2 separate regions of the Sus scrofa genome follow, and region 1 is linked to region 2. A link is a contact called in public Hi-C data. All regions are on one chromosome and are shown on one strand. Each heading gives the region's core, a stretch centred on a gene start, on an enhancer-like site or on the middle of the called end of the contact. The rest is flanking DNA. Distances are from core to core; before and after follow the strand shown.

Region 1 (6,961 bases), core at 1,195-3,694, 51 kb before region 2:
TTGCCCTTACTGGTTTTCATGTCTTTCAGGACCACATGGACCAGAGCTGCTGGGCATCTGGCCCACTCCCCATCAAGCACCAACCCTTGCCCTGTGCAGGAGTTGTGGGGTTTGGTGCACCAAGGGGCTCCTTCTTTCCCTCCTTCTATAAACCTCTCTGAGGGGGGAGCAGGATGGCAGGATCACTGTGTGCCCTCTTGGCATGGACGGGAGCCAGTCTTGGCCTCTTGGAATGTGTCTCTGCTGCCTGGTCTTAGGGGCTGCTCCCACCCGCTGCTGGGTCTGGGGAGCAGCCACGGAGGGAGGATAAGAGGGGGGTCCCCACCCACTACCTGCTCAAGCCACAGGCCTGGCACCAGGGCCAGCTGGGCCCCTGTCCCTCCACCATGATTTCCCAGGGCCTGAGATGTTCATGTTAACCCTCCTGGGGCCATCTCTTACACGCCTTTTCCCTGTCCCGGCCACCCTGGTGTCCAGGTCAACCTGAGTTCTCATAATTAAACTGCTGGGGCTGGCAGAGTGGTCCCCAGTGTCATTCAGCCCTAGGGAGCCCAGGTCAGTGGCCCTGGACCCCGTCTTCCTCAACTTCCAAACCCCTTCCCTAACCCTGATCCCTGGATTCAATGCCCATTCCTCGCCCTGGACAACTGGGGGGAGGGGAGAGGAAGCCTGTGGTGGGGGAGGGGCACAGAGGGAGTTAATGCAGGGGCTGAACTGAGTGACATTTTGTACTGTGAACAGTGCCCATAAATCCCAGGAATGAGCAGGGAGGGAGCTGTGTGAAATCCAGTGTGTGTGGGGGGGAAGGGGGCCTCTGGCAGGGGGGGCCCCTTGGACCCCAGGCTGGGGGGTGGGCAGTGAAGAGCTTCTCCTTCCCCAGCCCCACTTCAGGGCCCCTTTGAGGCTTCTGCCTCTTCTCTCTCATTCCCACGATGCCCCTCACTCTGCTTCCAGGGGCTGGCTACCCACCCAGGAGATCCCTCCCATCTTCCCTCACTCTGAAGCCCCTCCCACAGTCATGGACCCCCAAGTCCCAGCCCCTCTCCTCCTAGCCCTACATCCAGGTCACAAATGCCACAGGCCTCGGCCTGTTTCCCCCTCACACACTGGCCATCTCCAAGGCTCTGCCTTAGGGTCTGTCATAGGGACAGGGTGGCTCAGAGCAGGAAGGAAAGATGCCCTGGATTTGGGTGGGGGTCTCAGGGGCCCAGAGCAGCCTTGAGGCTCTCTTAGCCCTCCCCCCTCCCTCCCCCGCGGCGCTGGGGCGAGGGCAGGACTACTCACCCTCGGCTCACGATGAGCCGCAGGGACTCCAGATTGCCGTGGTATGCAGCCCAGAGGGTGGGGGTCATGCCATCCTCGTCGGGGGCGTTCAGCTCCTTCCTGGTGGCCTCCTTGAGGAGTTCCAGGTAGCCATCCCGAGCCGCCCGGTGGTACTGGTCATTCATGGCTCCTGACTTGGACGGGACTGGACGGACCGCCGGGGACCGGGGAAATGCCCCCCGCGGGGGAGGGCGGTGGGGTTAGAGCTGAGGCATGGGGTTAGGGGAGGGGGCCGGGCAGGGGCCAGGGCCGCCAGCCCCCGCCTCCTCAGACAGAAATGCGGAGCGCCAGAGCCGCCGCTACTGCTACTCGGACATCTGAGCCGCTCACCCGGCGGCAGGGAAGGTGGGGGAGGATCTCCCGCTGCCCAGAGGGCCGCCCCGGACCGCCCCTGGGTCCTAAACACCCTGCTCCCGAGCGCGCCGCAGTGACCTGCTCCCAAGCGCACAGGGCCCTGCCTCTCTCCAAAAGTGCCCACTCGAGCGTCCCGCCACGTAAAGCCGGGTCTGGGGACAGTCCCCACGCTGTCCTCACTAGTCCCCGTGCTGCAGCCCCCAATGTCTCCATCCGTCAAGGGAACGAGCCAAGGGCTGGGAGGGGTGTCTGAGGACAGCCCTGACCCCCAGGACAGTGGGCCTAAGAGGGTTATGAGAACCGACCGCCAGACGGTCAGCGATCTGGATTCGGTCGGCTCGTTCGCGGGAGATGGGCCGGCCGCGTTCCAGCAGGGGGCGCTAGAGGACTGGGCGAGAACTTCGAATCCAAGTCCCACTTCGTAGCATCCAGCGGAACTGGGACGGGGGAAGGGACAGAGGAAGAGAGAACTTCGACCACCGCGAAGGTGTCGGGGAAAGGGACCACGGGGTCTTGATCTTGGGGCAGCAACGGAGGACCACAAAGGTATAGGGCCACCATGGCTGGGAGGGCGTCTGGCTGCCTTCGGGCCCTTGGGGCGTCTCTTGAGCATCACCTCTCAGGACTCTGGGTGTCGAGATCTCGGGGCGCCAGGGCGCGGTGGGCGCGGGGGGTGGGGTGCCCTCTGGGTGCCGCAGTGCAGGGCCGCGCCCGAGCCTGGATGCGCCGAGGTGACAGGGCCGCGGGGGAGGGGGCGCCTCTTAATGGGTAAATATAAATCTCACCTTATCTGGCTCCCGTGCTCTCTTCCCTAAATTCAGCTCGGAAAAAAGATGGATCATGTGAGCGGGACTGAGAGGTTTATGGAGCTGAGCTCCCGCGGCTGTAAATCACCCTGCCCTCCCCTGTATAAAGCGTCCATCCAGCACGGCGTGAGAGAGAGGACAAGCTCCCCGCCCCCTGACCCCAAGCTCAGCGCGGGCTCTCGGCCCAGTCAGGTAGGTGTCCTGGGCTATACGGTCCACGGATTTGGGGAATGGGCCATTGGATGGGGTCCGACGGGGCTGCAGCCCCGTTTCCTTTTCTGCCCTCGATCAAGAGAACTGCACGACTGGCTTTTCTCTTCCCCATCTCCAGCGCTTCCTCCTCCACCCGCAGCCCCCACCCTCCCAGGGAAGCTCCCCGGTTCACAAATCTAGGGATAAGATGGAGGAAGGAGAGCCCTCGGGGCTGACCTGGGGTCCTGTCCATTCTCCCCCACAGTGACCCCTGCAAACTCCTCCAGTCGCTTTTTGCCATGTCCGAGGAGCTGCCCACCGGCCCCAAGGAGAGCCCGCCGGCGCCGCGGGCAGGCCCCCGCGAGGTGTGGAAGAAGGGCGGCCGCTTGCTGTCCGTGCTGCTGTCCGTGAACGTGCTGCTTCTCGCCTGCACGCTCATCAGCGGCGGCGCCTTCAACAAGGTGGCCGTGTATGACACCGACGTGTTCGCGCTGCTCACCGCCATGATGCTGCTGGCGGGGCTCTGGATCCTCTTCTACCTCCTTCGCACCGTGCGCAGCCCTGACTCTGTCCCCTATCGGGACTCACACGCAGGTCCCATCTGGCTCCGAGGTGCCTGGGGAGGTGGAGATGGAAGTGGGGTGGGCCAGGCGCAGAGCTGGAGGCAGAGGCTCTCGGAGGAATTGCTGGGTGCCCTAGGTAGACCGATGAGAAGTGCCCTCCCGGGAGGACCAGATGTGTCTGAGGATGAGGTGGGCTGTGCTGAAGGAGAAAAGAAAGGGAAAGAGTCTGGAAGGGGGCTGAGGGATGGAGAGGAATTTCTCTGCCCCATCTAAAGATTGAAAGAAGGTGGTCATGGAGAGACTTTGATGGAGAGCAGAAAACAGATGTTAGCTGCAATCGAAAGAGCCTACGGAAGGCCCTTCCCCTTATCTATGCAGCCCTAAAGAGATAGGGGCTCAAAAGGACATCCGTCCATCCACCCACTCAGTCATGTGCTCATCCTTCCATTCCCCCATTCAGCATCCCGCTGTCCATCCGTCCACCCCCCAACCATCCAACTACCTAGCCAGCCATGCGCAAATCTGTAAGCCCTCTCTCCTGCCTCTCTGATCCGCACCCTCCCACCCCTCATTCCTAGGTGGGCTGGTGCTGTTTGGGATCTGCACTCTGGTCATGGATGTCTTCAAGACCGGCTACTACTCCAGTTTCTTTGAGTGCCAGTCAGCCATCAAGATCCTGCACCCTCTCACCCAGGCTGTGTTTGTCATTGTCCAGGTGGGTGGGAAGAGTGTCCTGGAGTGGAAGGGAGCCAACTCCTGGCCTGGGGGCAGGAGACCTGAGCTCCACTCCTCTTCAGCGCTGAGCAGTCCGTGAAGGTGGGGATAGGCCCACAGTGCAGAGCCTTTGAGTCCATAAACCTGGAAGCACTTGGCACTGGAAGTAATAGCCAAGTATGAGCGCTTACATGTGGGCCCTGCGATTTCATTTCAACTTCAGCAGTTCCAGTAGTTAACTCCTGGGAACTATTGGTTGTGGCAGCTTCTCTGTCTCCTAGAACTTGGCCTGCCCTCCCTGGATGCACTTGGAGGGCATCGGCCTCAGCTCAGGGTCCTGCTGTGGGCACGGCCAGTTTGGCCTCCACCATGTCCCCTCTATTCTGTATTTGTTCAGGAAGAAGGGCATCCTGCACATGGGATTTTTTCAGACAAGTTCAAGTTTTTATTTTCATGTACATAACACTTGGAAAATCTGATTGAGCTAAGGCAGGACTGGTCTCACACGGGACCAGAAAAAAACCTCTGCCCAGAATGTCCATGTATAGTTCCTTCTCCCAAAACACTATCCCTGCTGTCCAGTTTTTAAATTTTACATTTATGACTTGGGTATTTATGTAGTTTTAGTTCTTTGGGGTTTTGTCTTTTTAGGGCCACACCCATGGCATATGGAGGTTCCCAGGCTAGGGGTCGAATCAGAGCTGTAGCTACCCACCCACACCACAACCACAGAAACACAGGATCCGAGCCGGGCCTGGGTCTGTGACCTACACCACAGCTCACAGCAATGCCGGATCCTTAACCCACTGAGCGAGGCCAGGGATCGAACCTGCATCCTCATGGATACTAGTCAGATTCGTTTCCCCTAAACCACAAAGGCAACTCCTATGTAGTTTTAGTTTTGCACTTTATGAATCTGAAGAATACTCAGGCAAACTGGAAATACAGATACACCAACATCAACAAACATGACAGCAAAGATGTGTGGGCAGCCAGGTGAGAGCCAGGACAGCAAAGGATACAGGGCAAGAAAGGATGAGGATGGGTCAGGGATGCTGTCAAAGAAAGGTGAGAGCCCCCCGAGGTTCTTCCTCCCTCCTAGTCTGAGGCAGGAATGGAAAGCAGGGATCTAGGCAGTCAAAACTCCATTTCCTCCATCCTGCAAGGAAGGAGAAAACAAACCCCACGACCAGAGCATTTCCAGGTGACATTTTGCAAACTTTTAAAGGACAGAGAGCTATTTTAGACTAGGAAAAGAGAAGGCTCACATCTCTGTTTGCAAAGCTGAAATGAACTTGACCGGGTAGCAGGAGGGCTCTTGAGGAGGTGCCAGGTGAGAACAGGGCACTCCGGGGTTGAGCCCGTCTGCAGAGTAGATGACCCACCACCCTCTCTCGACACAGACTTACTTCCTCTGGGTCTCCGCTAAAGACTGTATTCACACCCATCTGGATCTGACTCGGTGAGTACCTGCTCCACAGCCCGATGATCGCGCCCAGGTGCCAGGCTCCCCTGGCATGACATGAGCGCTTCCAAACCTGGGGCGTGGGTCCTCTTTCAGCCCCCAGGTGGGCTTTCAGCCAAGGCCCCCTGGCTTTGTCAGCCTGATTTCCACCACCTTGTGTACGTGTGCGTATATGTGGGTGTGTGCATGCGTGGTATGGCAGGTGTAGTGTGCAAATGTCCTTTCCCCTATGGGAGGGAGCAGCTGTGGCCTGGACCCCGACTCCCAGCCCTCTCCTAGGAGGCAGCCCAGCCAGGCTCATGTTCCTTCCAAACCCAGCCTCCCTGCTCACACAGGGGCCTGACTGCTTTCTTGCTTCTCAGCACCTTCTCCCAGGGTAGCCTCCCCAACCCTCCACCTTGCCAGGGACCCAAGGTCAGCCGAAGACCCTCATGGGCCTCCCCACCCCCCACCCCTAAAACAGATGTGGCCTCATGTTCACCATCACCACCAACCTGGCCATCTGGATGGCGGCCGTGGTGGATGAATCCGTGCACCAGGCGCACTCCCACAGCGATTCTAACAGCAGCACCAGCCACACCCGCCTTGCTCTGGACCGTGAGTGCTCTCATTTCAGATTAACTCTGGCTCCAGGGCAGCCAAGCCTTGGGCTGGGTGCTTTGTGGATTGGGGAGGGCATGGAGGCAAAGGTGAAAGTCAGGGGCCTCCTCCTGCTCCAGGCTACAGCTCTGAAGACCCAGGAGGAAGAGTATAAGGAGGCATCGTCTCATCCTGGACAGTACAGCTTTGGCCCCACTGTCCAGGTCTCCATCCCAACCAAAGGAGGGATTTATGCTCCAGGAAGAAGGGGCAAGGATGAAGCTGGAGAGAGGGGAAGGGAGGCAGTGAGGCTCAGTGGTGGAAGCGTGGAATCAGACAGGAGTGCCCAGCCAGGAGAAAGGAGAAATGTCATCGCAACGACAATAGGGAAATTCACGGAGCTCTTGACATCAGGCGCTGTGCTAAGTGTCTTAAATACTATCTCGCTTAACGCTTGCCACCACCCTGTGAGATAGGTACTATTGATAGTCCCATTTTACAGATGCGGAAACTAAGGCATAGAGAGGTTACGTAGCTTGCCAAAGGTCACAGAGCTTGAAACTGAAGAACTGGTGTTAAGATCCATCTTTGCTTTGAACCCATATGCTATACTGAAGAAATATAGGCCCACAGTTCTCCGGCCTTCTCTAGAGCCCCACCACCACCACCACCCTGCCAGGATCAGACTAGACGGCCAAGTCCATCTGGACCTCACTTGAAGACACACACACACCCAGTATGGGAGGGTCCAGGAATGGAAAGCAGGGATCCAGGTCTTCAGGAGACCCTGGCCCAGAAGGACTGACAGAGGGTCTCTGGGGATGGTTAAATCCAACCCAAGGAGGTGGCCAATGTAACTTGTTGGGGCTGCAGGGGCACAGAGAGGCACCCTGGAGAGGACCCTGCCTCAGGGGTGAGTCACCTCAGTTCCTCCTTCTGGAACAGCAGCTGGGGTAGTTCCGGGG
Region 2 (7,310 bases), core at 2,739-5,238:
TTCATTCGTCGGGCACCTGCTATGTGCCTCAAGGAGCTCTCAGCCTGCTGGGAGGCAGATGGATCCCAGGCTGGGGGTTGTATTCAGGCCCACGTCTCCCGCTTTGACTGCAGGCCTGCCCTGCCCCTGTGACTTCCCTACGAGGAAGATAAGACCCCTGGACGTCTCTCCGGCCCCCCTCTGGAGCCCTGCCGGAAGAGGGGTAGTGACAGGCAAGAAGAGGATCCTCCAGGTAAAAAAGTGATCCTGGGAGGAGTTCCCGCCGTGGTGCAGTGGGTTGAGAACCTGACTGCCGCAGCTCAGCTCACTGTACAGACCTGGGTTGGATCTCTGGCCCAGAGCAGTGGGTTAAAGGATCCGGTTGTTACTGCAGCTGAGGCTCCGATTCTATCCCTGGCCCCAGAGCTTCCATATGCCACAAAATAATAATAATAATAATAATCCTAAGAGCAAACATTGAAGACGGTTCTACGCATTTGGCCAAGAGTTAATTCTCCCAACACCCCGACGGGGAGGTATGAAAGGAGTAAGGATGAGGCCGCAGGAGGACGCGGCACAAACATCTCAAGGTCACTCTGCTGATGACAGGCCCGGAGGGTTTAAACGACAGGATTTGAGGCAGACACACAGAAGCGCTTCCTGACCACAAGGACTTGTGACCTCTAAAATAATTCTCTTTCAGAACAGACAGTTGTCTGGGACGCATTTGTATGGTGTCCGGGGGACGGGGTGGGGGATGGACACCAGCTGATCTCGCTCATTCAAATGCACTGAGTGCCTTACCCCGCCAGGCGCTGACCTCAGACTGGTGGAGGGGACAGATGGGGCGAGACCGTCAGTGCAATGGAAGCCCCCAGCGCTGCAAGGACGGGGCTGGGGACAGGGAGGGAAGCCCAGTCTGCAGGAGGTGGGCGTATCCAACCGAGGAAGGCGATCTGGTGTGGCCTGATCCCTTTTCCTCAACCCGAGATGCGCAGCGTGTAGGATCGGTGGATACAGAGGCGCAGGCTGGGAACCCTGCCCCTCCCCCAGGGTGGCTCAAGTGGCTGCGGAGGCCGAGACCCTCCAACGTCAGCGCTGCCTGCGCGGGCACCGTCATTTCCGGTGGGCTGGGCTGGGCTGGGAGTGGAGGGGGCCGCGCTCGCCCTCGAGGGGAGGTTCTTCCCTGGTCAAGTCCCCGCTCCGAGCTCTTCCCCCTCCCGCTGGGATTCCGGGATCCTGCTTCTGCGCTCTGGTCCCAAATCCAGGATCTGGGCTTGCATCTCCCGGCTTGAGAATCGAGAGTCGGAGCTCGAGAATCGCTCCAGGTGGCCCGAGTGTCAAAGTGACCCCAGGGGAATTCATAATGCTCAAGGCTTGGGGACATCGAGGCCACCTCGGGCTCTGGCCATAGGCGCCAAGTCTTGATGCCCCTGCCGAGAAACACCACGAAATAGGTTTGCCCGATGCACAGATGAAGTACCAGGTGCTGGGGGTACCAACATTATGTTATACTGCCCATTCCTGAGCTTGGCTCTCTACCCTGCTTAGAGGAAAAGTCCTGATTCCAGAGCTTGTGGGCCGGTAGCTCAGGGAGGCTGAGGAATTTCCTTCTTCAAAGGCAGATCCGATTTTCCTCTTCGTGGGATAGTTTAGAAAATACTAAGTCTGCCCCCAAGGCATGGGGAGTGATCAAATTGGACAAGGAGCCTGGGGTTCCTGTGAGCCAACTCAGGCAAAGGGCCCCACAGGCACCCCATCCCTAAGCCACCCCAGCCTCTACCCTCTGCCCCCTGCAACTGAGTAGAGTTGGTGGCCCAGCGTCAGCTGACCCCCACCAGCCTCATGAGATGCGGGTGGGGGGAGGGCTTATCCAGCCTGTATCGCTCTGCCCAGGGCTCAGGCAGCAATAAGAATCCAGCCTTTGTGTCCTGCTTCTCCCCGCCAGGCGATGCTTCTGTGGCTGGGGCAGGGAGAGGGTGGCTCCAGGAAAGGAGGGTATTTGGGTCATGAGGAGGGTGTGGCCAGTGTGGTAAAGGCCAAAAGCTGAGAGGTGCCTTTGGAGCTGGATGTTTTCAGACATGGGTGTCATCTAAGTCATTGTTGAAAGCATCCTTAGCTGCAGGGGTTGGAGGTGAATTTTCAGGTTGAGAGGTTGCCTTTCATTGCTAGCATCCTCACTGCTCAAGCCCAGCCCCACACCCTCTGCCCTTGTTCTCTGGGGACTCCCTAAACTCCCTGGGTGGGAGGAGCCCTGGCTCCATTTCCACAGGGCTGCAGAAGGAAGAAATGAACACATGGGAGGAGGTTGGCAGTTTGGGAATGCCGACCAGATCCCTCTGGAACTCAGCCTCCCAACCTGCTTGTCCCTTAGACTCGTTTTGCCCCCATCTCAATGGCATCGCCACCATCCAGTGACTGAAGCCAGACGTCCAAGTCATCACTCTGATTCTGCAGTCAATTCATCTGCACATCTCAGTTTTACACCTTGAGCACTCTTCATCTGGCTCCACCTCCACTGCCACCAGCCTTGCCCATCCCACTTTTCTTCTCTTGTAGATGACCGCAAAGCCTCTGAACTGGTCTTCTTGCTTCCACTCTTGCTCCCCTCCAATCTGTGCTCCAAAATTGCCAGTGATATTTCACAACTGAAATATTGGTTCTCTTTGTCTATTTGGGTACACCCCCCCAAAAAAAAATCCCCTTCCCATGGCCCTAACTCCAATTCATCTCTCTTCTATTCACTCCACTCCAGCCCCACTGGGCTTCCATCAGTTCCTTATATGTGTTAAGCTCTTTCTGTCTTAGAACCTTTGACCTTGCTGTCACCTATGCCTAGAACACACTCTGCCCTCAGAGCTTGGCAGGACTGGCACCTTTTTGTATCAGCTTAGTTGTCACTCTCAAGGGAGGGCTTTCCTGAACCTTCCCCCAAACTTTCTTGCAGAACCCTGTTAATTTCCTTCATAGCACAAGTTGCAGGTTGTAATAGTTTGTTTATTTATCTCCATCAGAAAGAAAGCTACATGAGGGCAGAAACTGCCTGCATGTCAGCTATGGGGTGTTTTCCTTTTCTTCTTAAGTAAACTATTTTATTAAAATATAACATATTGGAGTTCCCATTGTGGCTTAACAGGTCGAGGACCCAACATAGTGTCTCGAGGATGCTGGTTGGACCACATCCCAACCCAACCTCTCCCTCAGCCAACCTTGCCTCCTCACTTTCTCTACAGGTGTTGACCCTTCTGAATAAGTTCAACACCCTGTCACATGTTTATTGGATCATTCTGGCCATGGGAGAAGTGCTTGGTCAAGTCTTTTACCCACTTTTCTACTGTGCTATCTTTCTTTTTCTTGTGGATTTGCAAGTGTTCTTTGTATATTCTGAATACAAGTCCTTTGTCGGATGTATTGGCCACATATATTCAGACTTAGTTATACTCAGGGTGCTTCAACAGTGCCAGCACAGGGTGGGTCCTAATGAGTTACATGTATGCCTGAGCCTGTAAACTCCTATGCTCGGATAGGTGAAACTGTATATGGTTTAATGGCTGTAACTGGATTCAGGATATGGGTTCCAAAGAGAGGGAAACAGGACCTTAAAGGGAAAGGCCCAGAATGCAGGTTACACTCAAAGTTCACTACTCCTGGCCTGATGTTTCAGGCCGCAGACATTCAAACATAATTTCTTAAAGGTAATTGTAAACTAATTTTCATTCATTCTAAGTGTCCATAGAAGGTAACAAATAGATGCTGAAGAGCCAGTTGTGAACAAAAGAGAAGATCATCGCTTTCAGGAGATCGACGAAGAGAGAGAGACGATAGGTAAACAAAATAAAAAGATTTCAGACATTGAGATGTAAACTGGAGTCCGACTTGAAGGGAAGGTGGGGTTGGTTCAGCAACCGCCAGACCAGGACGCCAGGGAGATCCCACCCTCGGGCCCGCCTCTAGCTTTGCATATGTCTCCTGATTGGTCAGAGGCAGCTGGCTCCACCCCGCGGAGCGGGGTGCTTGGGAAGCGCGGGGCCAACCCCGCCAAGATGCAGCGGAGGCTCTGGGTGTCGCCGGGTGGTCCCGGGGCAGCGCAGGCCGGAGCGGGGCAGGGGGCGCCCGCCTCGGCGCCCGCGAAATCCTAGCTCCCCAGACCTGTCGGCGTGCCTGGGCCTTCCTTGCCGCCGCCCGCCCTCCGTCCCCGCCCCTCCACCCTTTGTGCGGCCGCCGCCCGGTGCCCCCAGCTCCGCAGGACCCCGACCGGGCCGGATCGCGGCGGCGCGCCAACGGTCTGCGGCCGATGGCGAGGGGGCGCGGCGCGGGCGGGGGCGCTGCAGCCCGAGTTCGCGACGCGGGAGGCTCGGCCCGCCTCCGCTGCATTGTCCCGGGCCCTGCGCCCCGGCCCTGAGTAGCACCGCCGCAGCGCCCGCCTGCCGCCTGCGGGGCCATGCGGAGGGCTGCCAGGATGGAAGACTTCACTGCAGAGGAAGAGGAGCCCTGGTACGACCAGCAGGACCTGGAGCAGGGTGAGCGCAGGGGGCGGCAAATCGGGGAGCGCCCCGCGACCCCTGTCCGCTTCTCCATTGTTGGGAAGTAACACCCCGGGGAGGGCTGATCTGCACCCGGCGCGGCAGACTCGGAGGGGTGATGCGTCTGGAGAATGCGAACGTGGAGAGAGGGAGCGCTGCCCGGGAGGACTCGAACCGGACCGGTGGAGACCTGCAAAAGTGGAGGGAGCGGTCTTCCTCTTTCCCGGAACAACAGGGGCATATTTCACCTAGATTGCCTCCTCTGTCTTAGAGGCAAGAACTGCCCAGGCGCCCCGGGCATATTGGGGAGGGCCTGAGAGTCCTGGCTGGAAGTCTTTGGAGGCCAGGAGGTGGCTCCTTGGTTCTATTTTGCGGAGAGGGGTTTTGTGTGGGAGGTGTGTGTGGGTGCGCGCGCGGGTGTGTGTGCGGGGGGAAGTTATCCCATTCCAAATCCAGCGGCTCCCTTCCCTGCCCAGGACTCCTGAGCTCTAAGACTCCTAGAAAGTTTCCCCAACTCCCTTCCTCTCTACCCAGAGAGAGAATGGGGGTGCGGTACTTTGCCTGTGGAGAAGCAGAGACGGTCAGGAGTCCGATCTGCCTTGGAAGGGAGGAGTCCCCCGGCCCTTCCTCTCCCAAATGGCGCAAGGTTTGGGGGGGGGCAGGTTTGGGAATTCTGAGCAATACCCCAGATCACAGCCTGAGTAAAGAGGGAGCCACCTTCCCTTCTTTCCCATCTGAGGGCAAAGAGGGTGACTGGAAGGGGGTTAGAAGCTGGTGATGAGGTGGCCGAGGTGACATCACTCTGAGTAGGGGGCGGGGCTGTCAGGACAGGAAGGAGGAGGAGGCCTAAGAGGGTCAGGGCCAAGGCCTGCTGGAGCACTGCCGCACCCACCTTCTCCTCCCCAGAACGCCTCATATTGGATGATCAGAGGTGGAGGGGCTGGGAACATGTTCTAGGAGTGACCACAGTCACTCAGCAAGCCGGTGGGTATGGACACAGTCTGGTTCAGCGTGTGCCAACACCCTCTGCTCTGCGTCTCCAGCCATGGGGCCCAGACGCCTGCCTTGACCCTCATGTGAGCCATCTACCATCTACCCAGATCCCGGAGCCTTTGTTTTCTGGCCCTGACCCACATCCCCATGTGGCCCGATTTGCTGGCAGATGAGCCTGTGTCCTTGTCCTCAGTACTGTGGGTTAATCAGAGCCTCTGGGGGACCAGTGTGGGATGTGGGGTGCTGGGCTGAACGGTACCATACTCTATGCCCTGGAGGCTACCCTCAGCCTCCCTGCCTGGAGTGAGATGCCCAATAACGGCTGCAAGAAGCCCCTCCCCCATCCTGGGCACCAGCCCCCAAAACCTCACGGTGCGTAAACACCTATCAGGCTCCACTTAAGTGTCAGACACTATCCTGGGAGTTGGGAATAGACCCATCCCTGGCCTCCTAGGTGCACCTGGGCAGGTGGAGTTGGGCTTGTAACTGAATGCGGGTGATAAGATGCAGTGAGAGGACTTCATGGAAGAGGCAGGCCTGGAAGGAAAGATTGGAAGCTGAGTGCCTGGGAAGATGGCCTCCCGGGAGGCAGATGCTGATATTGTTGCTGTCTCGTCTCATTCCTGCTCCCCTAAGAAGCCTTTGGCATCGTGCCCAGCCCAGATGTGGGAGGAAGGAGCTAGGGACTAGGGGTGGAGATGTGCTGCATCCGGAGAGGGAGCGATGCAAGATTCCAGCTGGGCTGGGCGGCCGTGCTCTGGGGCCAGAGGTGGAGAACAGGCCCCGCAGGCCCCTGCTTTTCTGGCTTCGCTCGTCTGCAGCAGTCGGCCTGGCCTCTAGCCTGAGTAGTGGCCAGAGCCCAGGAACCAGAAATGAGGCAATCTCCAAAGAAACGAGCTTTCGACCCAAACCCAAATGTCTGCTTGCCATGAACTGCTTGTCGTGCTGAGCCTGGGGACATGATCTCTGCCCTTGGGAGTCTCCACATTCCAGCAGAGGAGGCAGAAATGGGATCAAACCAGCCACTGGGACAGAGCAACAGGGGGGACAGTGAGAACATTCTGAAGGCCTCCTGCTGTGAGACCCAAAAACCACTTACAGTCCCTTCTGAGCTGGAGGGTGACTAGGGGCCCCCAGGCAGGAGGAAGGCAGGAGGGAGGCAGACCCTCTAGGTGGAGGGGTGCTTATACCAAGGCACAGAGCCATGTGAAAAGATCACGCATGACTGGAAAGCAGGAATGATCTGGAGGGGGCAGGGGGCGGAGGACGTCTCAGACTCCCTCACTGAGGGCTGGGTGGTTGGGGGAGCTCTGTCCAAAGGCCACAGTCACACTGGGGATCAGGTGCCTGTGGCTTCCCCCGACCCTGAACCCAGTCCCCAAATTCTCTCCTGCCCAGCTGCTCCCTAGATGCCTCTGAGTGTCCTAGGATGTGTTTCTTCTCAGCTAGCCCCATGTCCCCTGAGGACATATCCCCAACGTTGCTTTCAGGAGCTTGGCCCTCCAGCTCCTCCTGTTTGACTTTGAAGCTGTCTGTCCCAGTGGAGGGAGGCAGTTGGGACAAACGAGGTCCTCCATTCTGTGTTCCCTCTGCCACTGCCACAAGCACCTGCAAAAATAGAAAAAGCCATTAATTATTAAGCGCTGGCACTCTCGCTGCCGGCCTCCCTCCCCCACCTTGGCCCAGGTGTGGCCTGGCCCTATGGGTACCGCTCTCCGGGCTGAGAGGTGGCTGCTGAGTCACAGATTTGAAGTCCCAGGCTCCTGACCTTGAGTCTCAGCCTCAGGGGAAGGCTCTGACATGGCAGGGGGAGGG

Evidence for each region. A called contact is a pair of places that touch in the nucleus more often than the background predicts.
Region 1: a Hi-C map of heart right ventricle shows a contact between it and region 2, with 8 times the contacts expected there. The contact joins the promoter of OTOP2 here to the promoter of CDR2L in region 2. A contact is called at or near these places in 3 of 47 Hi-C or Micro-C datasets (embryonic fibroblasts, heart right ventricle and skeletal muscle).

What each region holds. Positions count from the first base shown.
Region 1 is chr12:6,328,996-6,335,956 of Sscrofa11.1, reverse strand. It overlaps OTOP2 (otopetrin-2), which reads left to right and starts at 2,444. Exons shown (of 7, transcript XM_003131218.3): 1 at 2,444-2,675; 2 at 2,941-3,287; 3 at 3,817-3,953; 4 at 5,356-5,414; 5 at 5,881-6,014. The coding sequence starts at 2,975. It overlaps USH1G (Usher syndrome type-1G protein), which reads right to left and starts at 2,317. Exons shown (of 3, transcript XM_013980768.2): 1 at 1,285-2,317. The coding sequence starts at 1,448.
Region 2 is chr12:6,279,149-6,286,458 of Sscrofa11.1, reverse strand. CDR2L (cerebellar degeneration-related protein 2-like) reads left to right here and starts at 3,988. Exons shown (of 5, transcript XM_003482949.4): 1 at 3,988-4,499. The coding sequence starts at 4,421.